Linked DNA regions of Mus musculus: regions 1 and 2 are each linked to region 3. A link is a contact called in public Hi-C data. All regions are on one chromosome and are shown on one strand. Each heading gives the region's core, a stretch centred on a gene start, on an enhancer-like site or on the middle of the called end of the contact. The rest is flanking DNA. Distances are from core to core; before and after follow the strand shown.

What was found. A called contact is a pair of places that touch in the nucleus more often than the background predicts.
Region 1: a Hi-C map of reprogramming fibroblasts shows a contact between it and region 3, with 9 times the contacts expected there. The contact joins the promoter of 2810013P06Rik here to the promoter of Fbxo31 in region 3. A contact is called at or near these places in 1 of 39 promoter capture datasets (pre-B cells) and 1 of 484 Hi-C or Micro-C datasets (reprogramming fibroblasts).
Region 2: a Hi-C map of CD8 T cells shows a contact between it and region 3, with 3 times the contacts expected there. The contact joins the promoter of 6430548M08Rik here to the promoter of Fbxo31 in region 3. A contact is called at or near these places in 1 of 39 promoter capture datasets (pre-B cells), 5 of 484 Hi-C or Micro-C datasets (CD4 T cells, CD8 T cells and regulatory T cells), 1 of 115 datasets of contacts at active chromatin or transcription factors (astrocytes) and 1 of 9 other capture datasets (adipose tissue).

Annotation. Positions count from the first base shown.
Region 1 is chr8:123,039,958-123,043,998 of GRCm38.p6, reverse strand. It overlaps 2810013P06Rik (RIKEN cDNA 2810013P06 gene), which reads right to left and starts at 1,424. Exons shown (of 1, transcript NR_045268.1): 1 at 1-1,424. Ankrd11 (ankyrin repeat domain 11) reads left to right here and starts at 1,715. Exons shown (of 13, transcript NM_001081379.2): 1 at 1,715-2,050.
Region 2 is chr8:120,112,247-120,116,352 of GRCm38.p6, reverse strand. 6430548M08Rik (RIKEN cDNA 6430548M08 gene) reads right to left here and starts at 2,201. Exons shown (of 13, transcript NM_172286.4): 1 at 2,036-2,201.
Region 3 is chr8:121,577,463-121,582,127 of GRCm38.p6, reverse strand. Fbxo31 (F-box protein 31) reads left to right here and starts at 3,322. Exons shown (of 9, transcript NM_133765.4): 1 at 3,322-3,670. The coding sequence starts at 3,373. n-TMcat17 (a tRNA gene) reads left to right here and starts at 2,827; the gene lies at 2,827-2,899. It also overlaps the pseudogene Gm17786.

The DNA.
Region 1 (4,041 bases), core at 175-2,674, 1.5 Mb before region 3:
AACAAAACAAAACACCCAAACCCTCTACAGAACTATTTCCAGGAAGGCCAGGGCTCCACAGAGAAAACTTGTCTCAAACAAACAAACAAAACCCCAAAAGTCAAAAACAAAACAAAACAAAGAAGTATAAATATTGATTTTAGTCACTTAGCTTTTCTGGTTCACAAATACACAGATGCTCTTTAAATAGGACAAGGCTGGAAGTTTGACTACTTAAAACTTTTTTTTTGTAGATTTTTTTCTGTGCAGAAGCGTATTTTTTTTCTGTGTATATGTATGTGTACTAGTGCATGTTTGGGGAGCCCCTAGACAATGTTAGATCTTCTAGAACAGGAGTTACAGATGCCGGGAATCGAACCCAGATCCTCTGGAAGAGCAGCCAGTGAGTGCTTTTGACCGACAGGTCATCTCCCCAGGTCCCATTTACTTTAAAAGATTTATATGTAGTCTATATGTGTGAGTACTCTACTCGGGTGTGAGTTCCTGAAAAGTCAGAAGATGTCAAGTCCTCTGAAGGTGGCTGTGAAGCTGTCTGAGGTGGGTGCCGAGAAGGGCAGCACGTGCTCTTAGCCGCCGAGCCATCTCTCCAGCCCTGGTTACTTGTTATTTTATATTTTATTATATTATGAAATTGGCTTTCACTGTGTAGCCCTAGCTGGCCCGGAACTCAGAGATCCAGCCTGCCTCTGCCTAAGTACCGGGATAAAAAGCCTATACCAACATATCAGACTCGTCACAATTACTTTATGCATTTTTCTGAGACAAAGGTTTCATGGAACTCAAATCTTGAACTCGAAATGTTCACAACAATGTACTCTGAGCTCCGGATACGCCTGTCTCGGTCACTACAGCGCTGGGATTCGAATTTTTAGCTCGTTTGCAAACCAAATCACTACTAACGCAAACCATCATTAAACTTTTTCCGCGTTCTGTAAATTCAAACAATCAGGCACATGACGATGCGACTTTGCTGCCTAGCTCTGAGGTTCGTCAACCTTTTTTTTTGTTGTTGTTGTTGTTTCATGAACCATCGCGGTGAAGTTCTGGAGCCGGGGAAGGGAGGCGGCTGAAGCGCGCGCGGTGTCTAAGGAAACCTCCGGGCAGAGTCTGGAGCTCACCACATCCCGGTTGCTAACGTGGCTCACGGGACTCGGAGCGAAGCGCAGTCCAGGAACACCTCCAGGAAAGAGCCGGATCGCGGGTGGGGGCCGAGGCCGCCTTTCTCCTTCGCGGCCATCATCCCGGCTGCCTTTGCTCCTGCAAGAGCCTCCTGCCGGCTAGAGACACACATTCTCGAAGCTCACACAGGCTCACAGGCGACACACGACCTCGCGTCCGCAGCGCAAGGCCAGCCGGTACAAGCCGGCTCCCACCTTCTGGCTCCTTCGACAACAACCTTGTTTCCAGACCGCGGCCTCATCACTTCCGGCACCGAGTAGGGCCAATCGTCGTGTCCCGTGGCAGGGAGGTCAGCCAATCCAGCGGCTTTCTCCGCCTGGGTCTCCTACGCACGGATGCCAATCATTCCCGGACGTCTCCCTAGCGCCGCCCCGTGCCTGTTACGGAAGCCGTCGGGCCGTCTGAGCCCTTTCACCCCGGCATCGCATTTCCTCTCCGACGTGACGTAAGCGGCCCCTGCCGCTCTGCGGGGCGGGCCAATGGCGGTGGCGGATACGGCGAGCCAATGGGCGGGAGGCTCTCATGCGGCCGGCGCCCGCCGCAGCCACCGCTGGGTCCTGGAGCCAGAGGCCGCCCGCGACAGAGCGCGATGGACCGAGGGCCCCAGCCGGGGAGGCGCCGCGGCGGAGTCCGCGGCCAGACGCCCCCGCAGTAGCGTCCGCGCGAGCGCCGCGGCCCCGCGTGAGCTCCTGCACGCCGAGGGCGGGCTTGCATCCCGCCGGCCCCGCACTCGCCGCAGCCTCCAGCCCGCGCGCCGACGCCGCCTTCCCGCCCGGGCCGCGCGGCCCGGGAAACGCGGCCGCGGGCTGCATGGGCAGCGCCCGCGCCCCGCCGCCGTTCCGCCGCGGAGCCGCGTCGCCCTCGGAGCCGGGTGAGAGGCGCCGGGGACCTGGGGGGTGGTGGTCGGGGAGGGCGTCGGGCGTTCCTGCGGCCTTGCGGCCTGCAGGCCTCCTCCGCTGCCCGCCGCCGCGGGTGCCCCGGGGCGGGCCGTGCGCCGCGAGAGGCCGGTCGGTGGGCCGCGGGGGTCCTGCGAGCGACCATGAGGGGCCGAGGGCGGGCTCCGAGGCCGGCCTCGGGGCGTCCCGGGGGTCGGGCGGCCGAGAGAGGCTAAGGAAGGGCTCCGGGGTGGGCTGTGGCGGCCGTGAGGACCGAGGGCGGGCCTTGAGCGAGGGTCGATGGTGCGTTAGTGGGTCCCGGGACGCTGTGAGGACGACGGCGGGCTCCCGGGAGTCCCTGGGGTCCTCAGTGGCGCGGGGCGCCGACCTCTGACCCTCGGGAGGGGCTCCGTCGCCGGGCTGGTGGTAGTTGTTATTCCCAGCGTCCCTATTATTATCGTGTTTTGAAATGGGAGCAGGCGGCCCTCGGGCTGCGAGCCGAGCCGGAGGGGGCGGGCGAGCCGGGGACCTGGAGCTGCGGGGTGCGGAGGCGCGCAGGCCCGAGTGGGGGCAGGAATGCGGGGCGGCGGGGGGCGTCTGGGGGAGGGGAAGGCGGGACTCGGGGGGGAGAGTGGGAGGAAAGCGGTGTAGGCGACGGCTGCAGGAGCAGCCTTTGGCCTCAAGGAACAATGTGAGACGTTGCCTGAAATGTTAATTTCCGTTCCTCATTTCATCATCCCCTGGCAAGGCGGTAGCTGCGAGAGTGTGTGTGCGTGTGTGTGTGTGTGTGTGTGCGTGTGTGTGTGTGCGCGCGCGCGCCCGTGTGTGTGTGTACGTGTGTGCAGGGTTGGCCCTGCCACATGGATCTAGCCCCTTCACAGACGGATGTGCGGTTCAGTTCCTATGTATGTGGCTTGGTGTGGAGTCTCATTTTTTTTCTCAAGGCCTTGTCTTTACCTGGTGCTCCTGTAGGTTTTTCTGTTTTTGTTATGTTTCTGGAAAGCTCGTCTGGGGTTTGGAAGACTGGTGAAGGTTAAGCTGGTTCACAGGAAGGCTGTATGCTCCGAAATCTAGTTACATGTGTATAGTTCTCATGTTTCACAGTGGTTTCTGCAGTCGTGAGAAGTTTTACACCCACTTGAGAAAACTGGGCAGTTTTACAAATTTTCCGGTAGAAAAATTTGGTTTTTGTACCTATTTGGTGAGTTTTCTGTGGTCCTTTGAACACTTTCCATTCAACACGTTCTTCCATTCAACTACTGAATAGAAGTGCACATTTGTACGTAAAATTTTACTTAGGCTGTTGGGTTGCCTATGAGGGATAAGGAGACTTAACTCAGCAAAGACTGTAGGTGATAATGGGTTGTGGAGAAAGCTATGGAAACAGTTACTGTGTTTTGCTGTGTGCAGTCCTAGTCAGTGGTATAATTTGGGTAGTTCCATGGTAGAGTCTCGGAGAATGGTACTTGTTGCCCTGAGACCTTTATTTCTTTTTGGAGCACTAGCTGCTCTGAAGACTAGAGTTCTGTCTGTGTCTTTTGAAATGATTGCACAAATACTCCAATGTCACTTTGCAGCTATACCTAAAACAAAAATGCCTTGCTTAACTTTGATTGTGACCCTTGGATTGGATCTCCATATAGCTGGTGTTTCCTCCCCCACACTCCATTCAGCTGTTGTTCTCCTTTCTGTAGTTTCACGCTTAAGAGCAGGATCTCCCGTGATAGGCTGGCCATCCTGAATGGAATGGGATGGGAGGGAACAAAGGCCAAGTTGCTATGACATTTTTCTCTTCTTTGTGCTTGCCTCGTGCATTCCTTGAAAAGCAACCCAAAAGATACCGCTAAATTTGACCTTAGCTTGATTCTTTTAGGAGTGTTTCTTTTTCTTGTCTTCCCTTTGTCCTCCTGTGGTAAACAATACACAGCAAAATTTGCCAGAAGTTCCCTTAAAGTGTCACCTAGTTTAGAATTCCTCTCTGACCAGT
Region 2 (4,106 bases), core at 952-3,451, 1.5 Mb after region 3:
GGTCTCCCTGGACCGGCCATGCTGTCTTGCTTCACAGTTGAGGACACCTGACCTGTTTGGAAACTAAGCACTTGAGCAAAGATACTCTGCAATGCACTTCCTACTGGCTTTCTCAAAGCCTAGAAACAAATCTGCGTTGCCACAGAGGGTATAGGGAGAGGTAACAGTATAGTGATGCTGGTTGGCCAGCCCTGCTGACTGTCAGTGAGGCAAGGAGAGCAGAGAAGGAGACTCCACTCAGCCCTCCAGCCCAACAGGAAGCGTAGCTGCTCATGCCCATCTCACGTCCTCTTGGGTGATGAGCTACTATACCCAGCACTTTTAGCAACAAAGGTATTGTGGAGCTTTCTTTGCCTCCAACAGTTAAGTGGCCCTGGACAAGCGAGGCTTGGTTTCTTCATCTGTGTCACAGGAGGAATGATACTTGCCACTCCCAAATTAATGGTGGAGATGAACAAGGAGATCCTGTTGAAAGTACTCTGGAAGCTACCAAAGCAAGAGAACCGAGTGACAGGAGAAGTCATTCTCCTATTGTCATCCTGAAGTGGGGTGTCATTCAGCTTTCCATTCCTCTCTTTAGACGTGGTCTTGTTATACCGCCCAGGGTGACCTTGAACCCATGACACTCTTTTCTCCGCTTCTGGAGTACTAATAGTAAGTACAAGTCTATACCATTGCATCTGGCTTTTGAAATTTCATTTTTTAGTTGTTTTTATTGTTTAACTTTTTTGTATGCGTGTGACTAGGGGCTTGAGGAGGCGAGAAAAGAGCATCAGATTCTGTGAGGCTAGGGTTACAGGTGGCTGGGAGCCCCCTGAGGTGGGTGCTGGGAACTGAACTCTGGAGCTCTCAAAGATCAGAATATGCTCTCAAGGGCTGGCTGAACCGTCTCTTCAGCCCCTTGACGTTTCCTTTTAACTCGATGACTTTCCGCTTGTGAAAGGAAGACGAAGAAGGGAGAAAAGGAAAGAAAGCCGGGGTATTCACATGACTTGCCCACTCAATAGCTCTCTAGGGGCGCAGGGGGTTGGGAGGCTGTCCTCAGAGAAGCTCCCTCAGCGCCATTTGGGGTTATTCTAAAACCACTTACCTTGGAAGAAACAAACATTGCCATGAAGATAGAATGCATTTAGCATCTGCGGAGATAACTCACTTCAATTTCTTTAAGATTTGTGATGCGCGTATACTTGTGACATTCTCAAGAGATAGGAGTCCACTCCACATGAGCTGACACAGACCATCCAAAAGACAACCATCCCAAGAAACTTCTGGATTGCAACAGAGACTGAGCTAGCTCATCATCACCAACCAGAAATCACCAGTGTTTGAGGGGAAAAGAAAATCCCAGGTGTCAACTTTTTCCACGGAGCCCGTCAAAACAGCTTATCTGCCATCTTGGTCCTCAAAGGCCTAAACATCCCTACTTCTGACCACAGTGTGGAAAAGAGGGAAGGGATGCGGCTCACTAATGCCCGAGCCTCTTTGCCCTGTCTTGGGGTTCATGCTGTGTCGCTGTCCTGCTTTCAGGATTTGGGAGGGAGGCAGATCGAAGGGAATGAATCAGAACCTCAGCATCGGGTTACAGGCTGGATCCCAGCTGGGGCGAGGGTAGCCCGGCCTGCCAGCTGCCAGCTCACCTCTACCTCTGACTCACCACCGGGACAGCTCCACGTCGGGGGCCCAGCCCGTGCCAGCGCACCTGCGCCGGCAGAGCCGCGCTCCCGCTCACTCCGTAGGTCGCACCCGTGTGCGGCACTGGACTGGACCGCCGAGCCTGCTTCCTCCTCCCCTTGTCACCTTCCCACGTCTCATCAACCCTGCAACTCCGGGCGAGCGCAGACCCGTGCATGACTGGGTCCGAGTCTTCCCAAATCCTAGAAGCGGCCTCGGGGTCCGAGCCTTCCCAGCCCGCTCCGGCGCGGTCGTGGCCTCTGAGCAGCTCGCGGCCCTCCACTGAGACCAGCAGAATGACAGCCCTGCCCGCCGCACCGGCCGTCCAGCCGACCCGCCCACGCCGCCAGCGACCCCTCCTCACCGGTCCCGGCGCAGCCACGCCGCACAGCCCCTCGCGAGCGCAGCACCGCAGCCCGAGGCCCTCTCGCCGCGGCGGCCCGCGGGACCGGGCAGGGGGGCGGGCAGGACGCCGTCGGGTCTGCAGCTGCCGCGGATGCACCGCGCGACCAGCCGTGCCGGGTCCTTCTGAGGCGCGGCGGAGCGGGCTGTCAGTCAGCGGGAGCGCCCCGCCCCTTTAGGTGCACGTGACGCGCGAGCAGTCGGGCCCTTTGGATGTGTCGCGGAGAGAGTTGTCAGTCAACAGGGGGCGCCACGCCCAGTCCCACCCTCCTCCCCCGCGTGACGTACGAGTTCTCTGGAGCAAGCCGGGAGCCACGCCTCCAGAGCACCACGTGACTCGCGAGCTGTCACTTTTGCTGGGAGCGCCGGGCCTCGCTCAGCTCCTGTACGCAGGCGCGGGAGCGCCCCTTAGTCCCTGCGCCTCCCGACAGCCGCGCGGGTTCGCTCAGGAACAGAGTTCCAGCAGAGGATGACTAGGTCGCGGCGTTTTTGCGCGCAAAAGTGGTTTGGGAGAGGAAGGTGACCCTCGAGGCTGGTCTGGCCTGGGGTAGCAGAGTCCCAGCGTAGGTCCCGTGGACCCACACGCCTTTGAAGGCGCGAGTGGCCAGCTGAGTCCCGTTTGTCTTCCGAAAGGCGTGTCTTTAAGAGGCCAGTAGATTTGGCTCTTTTCATAAATAGGAGTAAGCACAACGTCCAGCCATTCAGCTTCTCCCACATCTCTTCAATAAAGAAATAACAAAGAGGCTGGGGGGTGGAGCTCAGGGGCGGGTCACTGCCTCTGAGTGGTCAAGGTCCTGACTCCCATGCCCAGCACCAGGGAGGAAAAGGAAAACTAAAGAAAACCAAGGCCGAACTTCTGGGATTTTTCTGAAGTCCTGAGGGTTAGGCAGGGGGCTGGAGTTCTGCCAATCAGGAAGATGATATAGATGGTGGTAACCGAGCACCTGCCCTTTGCTGACAACAGATGGGAAGATCTGTCCAACTAAGGCTTCTTGGGAAAGTTTAAGAGAGCCTTAGGAAAGGCTGGGAGCTAAAGTTCTTGGAAAGTTTAGGGACACGTGGCCACCCCAGGAGAAGGTCTCACACCTAGACGTCTGCGTGTGAGAACTTGGTGCCAGCTCTGGAGGGAAAGGGTGGGTGCTAGCCCTCATCCTTGTGTGGACACTAAGGACAGCTGCTCTGAACAGAGTCCAACAGACTATAGATAAGGCTCAGAAAAGTTGTAGAATGTGAGGGGACAGTGCCGGGGCTAAAGGAACCCTCCCCTGTTTCAGAGAAGGAAGATGGCACTAGGTACCAAGTTCTGTAACCCTGACCTCACCTAGACAGCTGTTGGGGAGCACTGAAGACAAATGTAGTCACTAAGGGATCCCATTCCATATTGAGGAACTCTACTTCTCCTCATGAGATTTAGTGGCATTTGCCCTGCCTTCTAATAGGCCTCTGACCTCCTCAGGAAGTTGGACAGAGGCAGATGACATGACATTTAAAAACGAGGAAGAACCTTCTGCAAGCCACAGACAAGTGAACTTGGTGTCAACCTAGGAAGTACTCAGGGTGGATGACTCAGATCATATCGGTGGCCCCTCTGAAAATGAAGCGCTGAGACACGAGACACAAGGAGCTAGATAATGAGGAGGCTGGGCTGTGTCTTGGTAGCTATGTTCTCCGGTGGTCAAGATGTTCCTCTGCAGGTAAACATCCTTGAATGTGCAGATAGGTTGTCCATTTTGTCAGAGACTAAGGTACCATAGGGCTTTCCCAGTTGCCACATGTGGGCATTAACAAAGATCTGCATCTTCAGAAGACCCCCACTTTATCATGCTATCATTTATATTGTGGTGGTGTGCCTCTCTGTGGGCTCTTCAAGAGGATCATGGGTATATCCTAAAAGGGAGATTTGGCCAATCATGATTTGGGAATGGAAAAGAGACATCATACCTTATAATCATAAAATCGGCCCGGCAGAGGTGGTGCACGCCTTTGATCTCTGCTCTTGGGAGGCAGGGGCAGGTGGATCTCTGTGAGTTTGA
Region 3 (4,665 bases), core at 2,073-4,572:
ACCACCTTAAAGCGGACTCCAGGAATATCATCTACAGCATGATCTTTTCAACCAAATCCAGCAACTAGAACTTCATTTTCCTCAATGAAGTTCAGGCAGCCATCATTGGGCACGAACGCTGTGATCTTCTTGCCATTCTTAATGAGCTGCACCCTGACACACTTCCTGATGGCAGAGTTTGGCTGTTTGGCCTCAACCCCTACTTTTTCCAGCACAATTCCCTTTGCATGAGAGGCACCCCAAACGGATTGGCCTTCAGGGCTGTGCCCAAGTGGGCTTTCTTGTATTGTTTATCATGCCACTTCTGGTCCCGTCGGTGACTGCGAGCTTCCAGGCAGTTCAGAGACCAAGACACTTGCCCATTTTGCCGGCGCCATAGGCCCAAGAGAAAAGCCATATTTTTTGAGACAGGCTGTGACCTGTAGCCCTGGCAATTGTCTGCCTCACCTTCTGTTTTTGTTTGGAGTAACTTAGAGATTAGCCAGAACCATGAATAAATTTTAATAAGAGGAGGCTTTTTATTTCTGGCATCTGGACTGACTGGGATTGGGTCTGAACCTGAGGCTTATAAAGGCAAACTCCATAAATTACATGTATTCAGAGTATGTGTACACAGAGTATAAATCTAACATATGTGCCTTGCAGTTGACCTAGCCTTCCTTTGAGCAGAGGAAGCAAGTATGATTACAAAAGCAGAAACAGCAGGTAGCCTTATGACCTACTATGTGTTATTGTTGTTGTTTGTTTGTTTCTGAGGCAGATTTTTCTGTGTAGCCCTGCCTGCCCTACAACTCACTCTGTAGACCAGGCTGACCTTGAACTCACAGAGATCTGCCTGCCCTGGCCTCCTGAGTGCTGGGATTAAAGGTGTGTGCCACAACACCTGGCTAAGACCAACTATCTTGCTAAAATGGCACATTTTACAAGAGAAGACAATTTAAGAATGCTCTTTCCTGGGCAGTGCTGGCGCACGTCTTTAATCCCAGCACTCTGGAGGCAGAGGCTGGTGGATCACTGACTTGGAGGCCAGCCTAGTCTATAGTGTGAGTTCCAGGCCAGCCAGGGCTACACTGAAACCCTGTCTTGAAAAACAAACACACAAAAACCAAGCCAACCAACCAAACAGAAAGAATAGTGTTCAATGTCTGGGAAAACGAAGGGGAATGGTTGCTGGGATAGAGCCTGGACAAGCTGGAGGCTCACACAGTGTTTGCTTTTCAGTCTTTTCAACTTAGCTAAGCCTATACTTTAATGTTAACCTTCTCTCCTCCATGGGGCTAGGATTACTGGAGCTTGCCGTCACATCACGGAGGCTGGCTTTGTTTTTGATTTGCAATAGACCAAGATGTAAACAGAGCAAGTGTCACGCTTTGGAATGGAAGCACGCCCAGCGCTGTAGTGCCCAGCCTCCTCTGCCAGCTGCAAAGGTTGCTGATGCAACCACCAGTACCTTCTGTTCCCTCTCGGCCTCAGGTTCCTCATTCTTCAGCATGACACCTTGTTTGTTTTTATTTTACAGGCTCGCTTGGAGAGTAAACCCCCCTCCCCCAACCTGCTGCTTGCCACATCCAACTGGTGTTTATAATAAGCCATAACCTTTGCTCTGGCATAGTCCCCGGAGGGACAACATGGGACGCTTCTTAGAAGGAGTGGTTTTGAAGCTGGGGAGAAGGGTGTGAGGTCCCCACAGATTGGGAACTGTGTTCTTCAGGGCACACTCCCGCTCCCTCCCGTCCCCAATCCAGTGAGGTGATGGACCAAATGGAGGTGAGACAGAAGCCAGGGCTAGAATGTGAGAAATGTGACCTGGGCAGTCAGAGAGGCCAGGAGGTCAGGGAATAGCTTACAGTGAATGAGCAATGCGGAACTCGCCAGCATTTTGTTTACAGCATCTACACACACACACACACACACACACACACACACACCCCTCTCACAGTTGTTCAGTGAAGGCTGATTGACAGCCCATGAATGATAGACCAGAAGGGTTCATCTTGGAGCAGACAGTCTAGGGTCTCAGCCACATGCCCACAAAGAGCTTACCCTCCCCCGTGGGCATTAACACACGGGGACAAGAGGCAGCGTGTGCTCAGCTACACTTTTACACGATGTTAATATTATCAGGTAATTTAAGTCTTTTTTGTTTTGTTTTGTTTTGTTTTTTACATGAAATCTTGCCGCATAGCTCAGGTTGTCCTGAAAAGTCCCCACCCTCCTGACTCATCTCCCTAAGGTCTAGGATTACAGGCCACCAAGTGGAGCCTTTGCTTAATGCTATTGTTAATCAATCAACGAATGCATTAGGTAATATCTGTTTGCTTGTTGGGATAATTTACTGAGCGGACTGCTAGGAGGCACAGGGTCTCACGTAGCCCAGGCTGGCCGTAAAGTCACTAAGTAGCCAAGAGTGACCTTGTAATTCTGATCCTCCTGCCTTGATCCCCTAGCCCCAAGTTGGGATGAGAGACCGCCACGCAAACGGTTAATTTTAATAATAAAAAATAGGCGATATTGTTATATAGGGTCATTAAGGGCAGAGCTGCGGAGGATACCCCAGACTACTCTTTTCCTGAGAGGGAAGTTTCTAGACGCCTTGTGCTGCGCGGGGCAATGTGAGCTGGAGAGCAGGTTTGGGGACACCAGGAACTCCCACCTCACTGAGCACCAGACCTTTCCTTTTGCAACCAAGGTAATCTTGGCAAGTTAGTTTAGATGTAGTGTTGCTAGGCGACGGTAGCTTTGGTTTATGGTTTCCCTTGCCAGATTTTGTTCATGGCGAGGCCACCACCTGTGCAAAGGCCCTGGCAGCGAGCTTGCTGCTAAGGAGCCTCGTTAGCGCAGTAGGTAGCGCGTCAGTCTCATAATCTGAAGGTCGTGAGTTCGATCCTCACACGGGGCATCCTGCATTGTTTTCTTGCTTAAGGTAAAACCCCTTCGTTCTACCCTGTAAACGGGGTCAGAGGTGGGACTTGTGGGAGGGGTGTGGTCATGCTAGGAGCGGGGCTTTCCGGAGCTGAACCCGGCGACCCTCTTTTAGTGAGCAGCTGGGCGTCCTAAGTTTCTAGCCAAACGTTTTGGGGGCGGAGCCTGGAAATAGGGTGTGGCTCCATACAAGGGCGTGGACCTAACACGTAGGGCGGGGCCTACTGCTCAAGGGGCGGGGCGAAGCGTCTGGGTGGGGCTTGGAAGGGTGGGAGCGTCTAGGGGCGGGGCGAGTCTTCATGGGGGCGTGTGAGGGGTTGGGGTCGGAGGGCGTGGTCACGCTTGGGGTGGAGCTTGAGGAGCCTGCAAGCGGGACTACGGCTGCCTGGCCGCCTGCGCAGAGCGCTGTGCGTGCGCGTCCGCGTGCGCGCCTCCGCGGTGGTGACGGGCATGGCGGTGTGTGCTCGGCTCTGCGGCGTGGGCCCCGCGCGTGGGTGCCGCCGCCGCCAGCAGCGCCGCGGCCCGGCCGAGACTGCGGCGGCGGACAGTGAGGCGGACACGGACCCCGAGGAGGAGCGCATCGAGGCGGGGCCGGCGCGTTGCTCTCTGCTGGAGCTCCCGCCTGAGCTGCTCGTGGAGATCTTCGCGTCGCTGCCCGGCACCGACCTGCCCAGCCTGGCTCAGGTCTGCAGCAGGTTCCGCCGAATCTTGCACACGGACACCATCTGGAGACGGCGCTGCCGCGAGGGTGAGCGGGTGCATCCCCTAGTACGGACACTTGGCCGAGGCAGGAGCATGGTGTGGAGTTCCAAACCAGGCCTGCTGCAGAGTGAGAAAACCAGACAGCTAGCAGGCCAGGGCTGCAGAGTGAGATCCTGTTTTTAAAAATGTCAGACCCCGTCCCCCTAAACCAAACCTACAGCCCACCCTCCCGGTGCAGGAATAATGAGGACGCAAAGCGGCCACAGTCCCATTTGAAGGCCTTACGTCCGTGTACATACATCACGGTACTCAGCCTGAATGGCTTGTTGGTGTGTGTGTGTGTGTGTGTGTGTGTGTCCTGGAGGCTTGCTGTTCCGTGAAGGGAACATCAGGGATTCCACTGCCTGCATGTCACACAGGCTAGTGCTCTGACTGTGTGTGGGCTTCAGCCTTTTCTGTCTTCTGGCCACAGCACGCCGGAGACTGCTTTGTGCATTTTGTAGAAATGCAGGGGATTTACATCTATCTTGTGAAAACCTCTGGGGTGGTTCATCTTCGTGAGCCTGCACTTCTCCAAGTGGGATTGTGGGATGGCAGGCTGTGTGAGGAAGCGGTTTCCCCAGGTCCTCCCTGCTGCAGGGTTCTTGTGTAATTTCACGGTTGACATCAGGGTTCTGGCTTGTCTCCCCTTACCTTCGCACTGTGGGAAGTTGGGGTAATCTTACCCCACGTCTGAGTGGGATTGTGACTTGGGTAGGGGCTTTTATAATAAGTATGCAAAGCCTTCAGTCCTGAACATGACTGGTATGTCTGTTGGCCCAATGTAACGTCCTGTTTGTCTTTTGTCTTGTTTTCTTGTATAAGATCCTCAGTAGTAACCTTTAGTCGCACAGGATGGGTGATGTTTGTTTTCAGCTTCTGTCTGAGCACTGTTCTTTCTTTTTTACAAATTACTCTGTTACTCTGTTTATTGTTATTGTGTGTGTGTGTGAGAGAGAGAGAGAGAGAGAGAGAGAGAGAGAGAGGGGCATGCATGTCTTT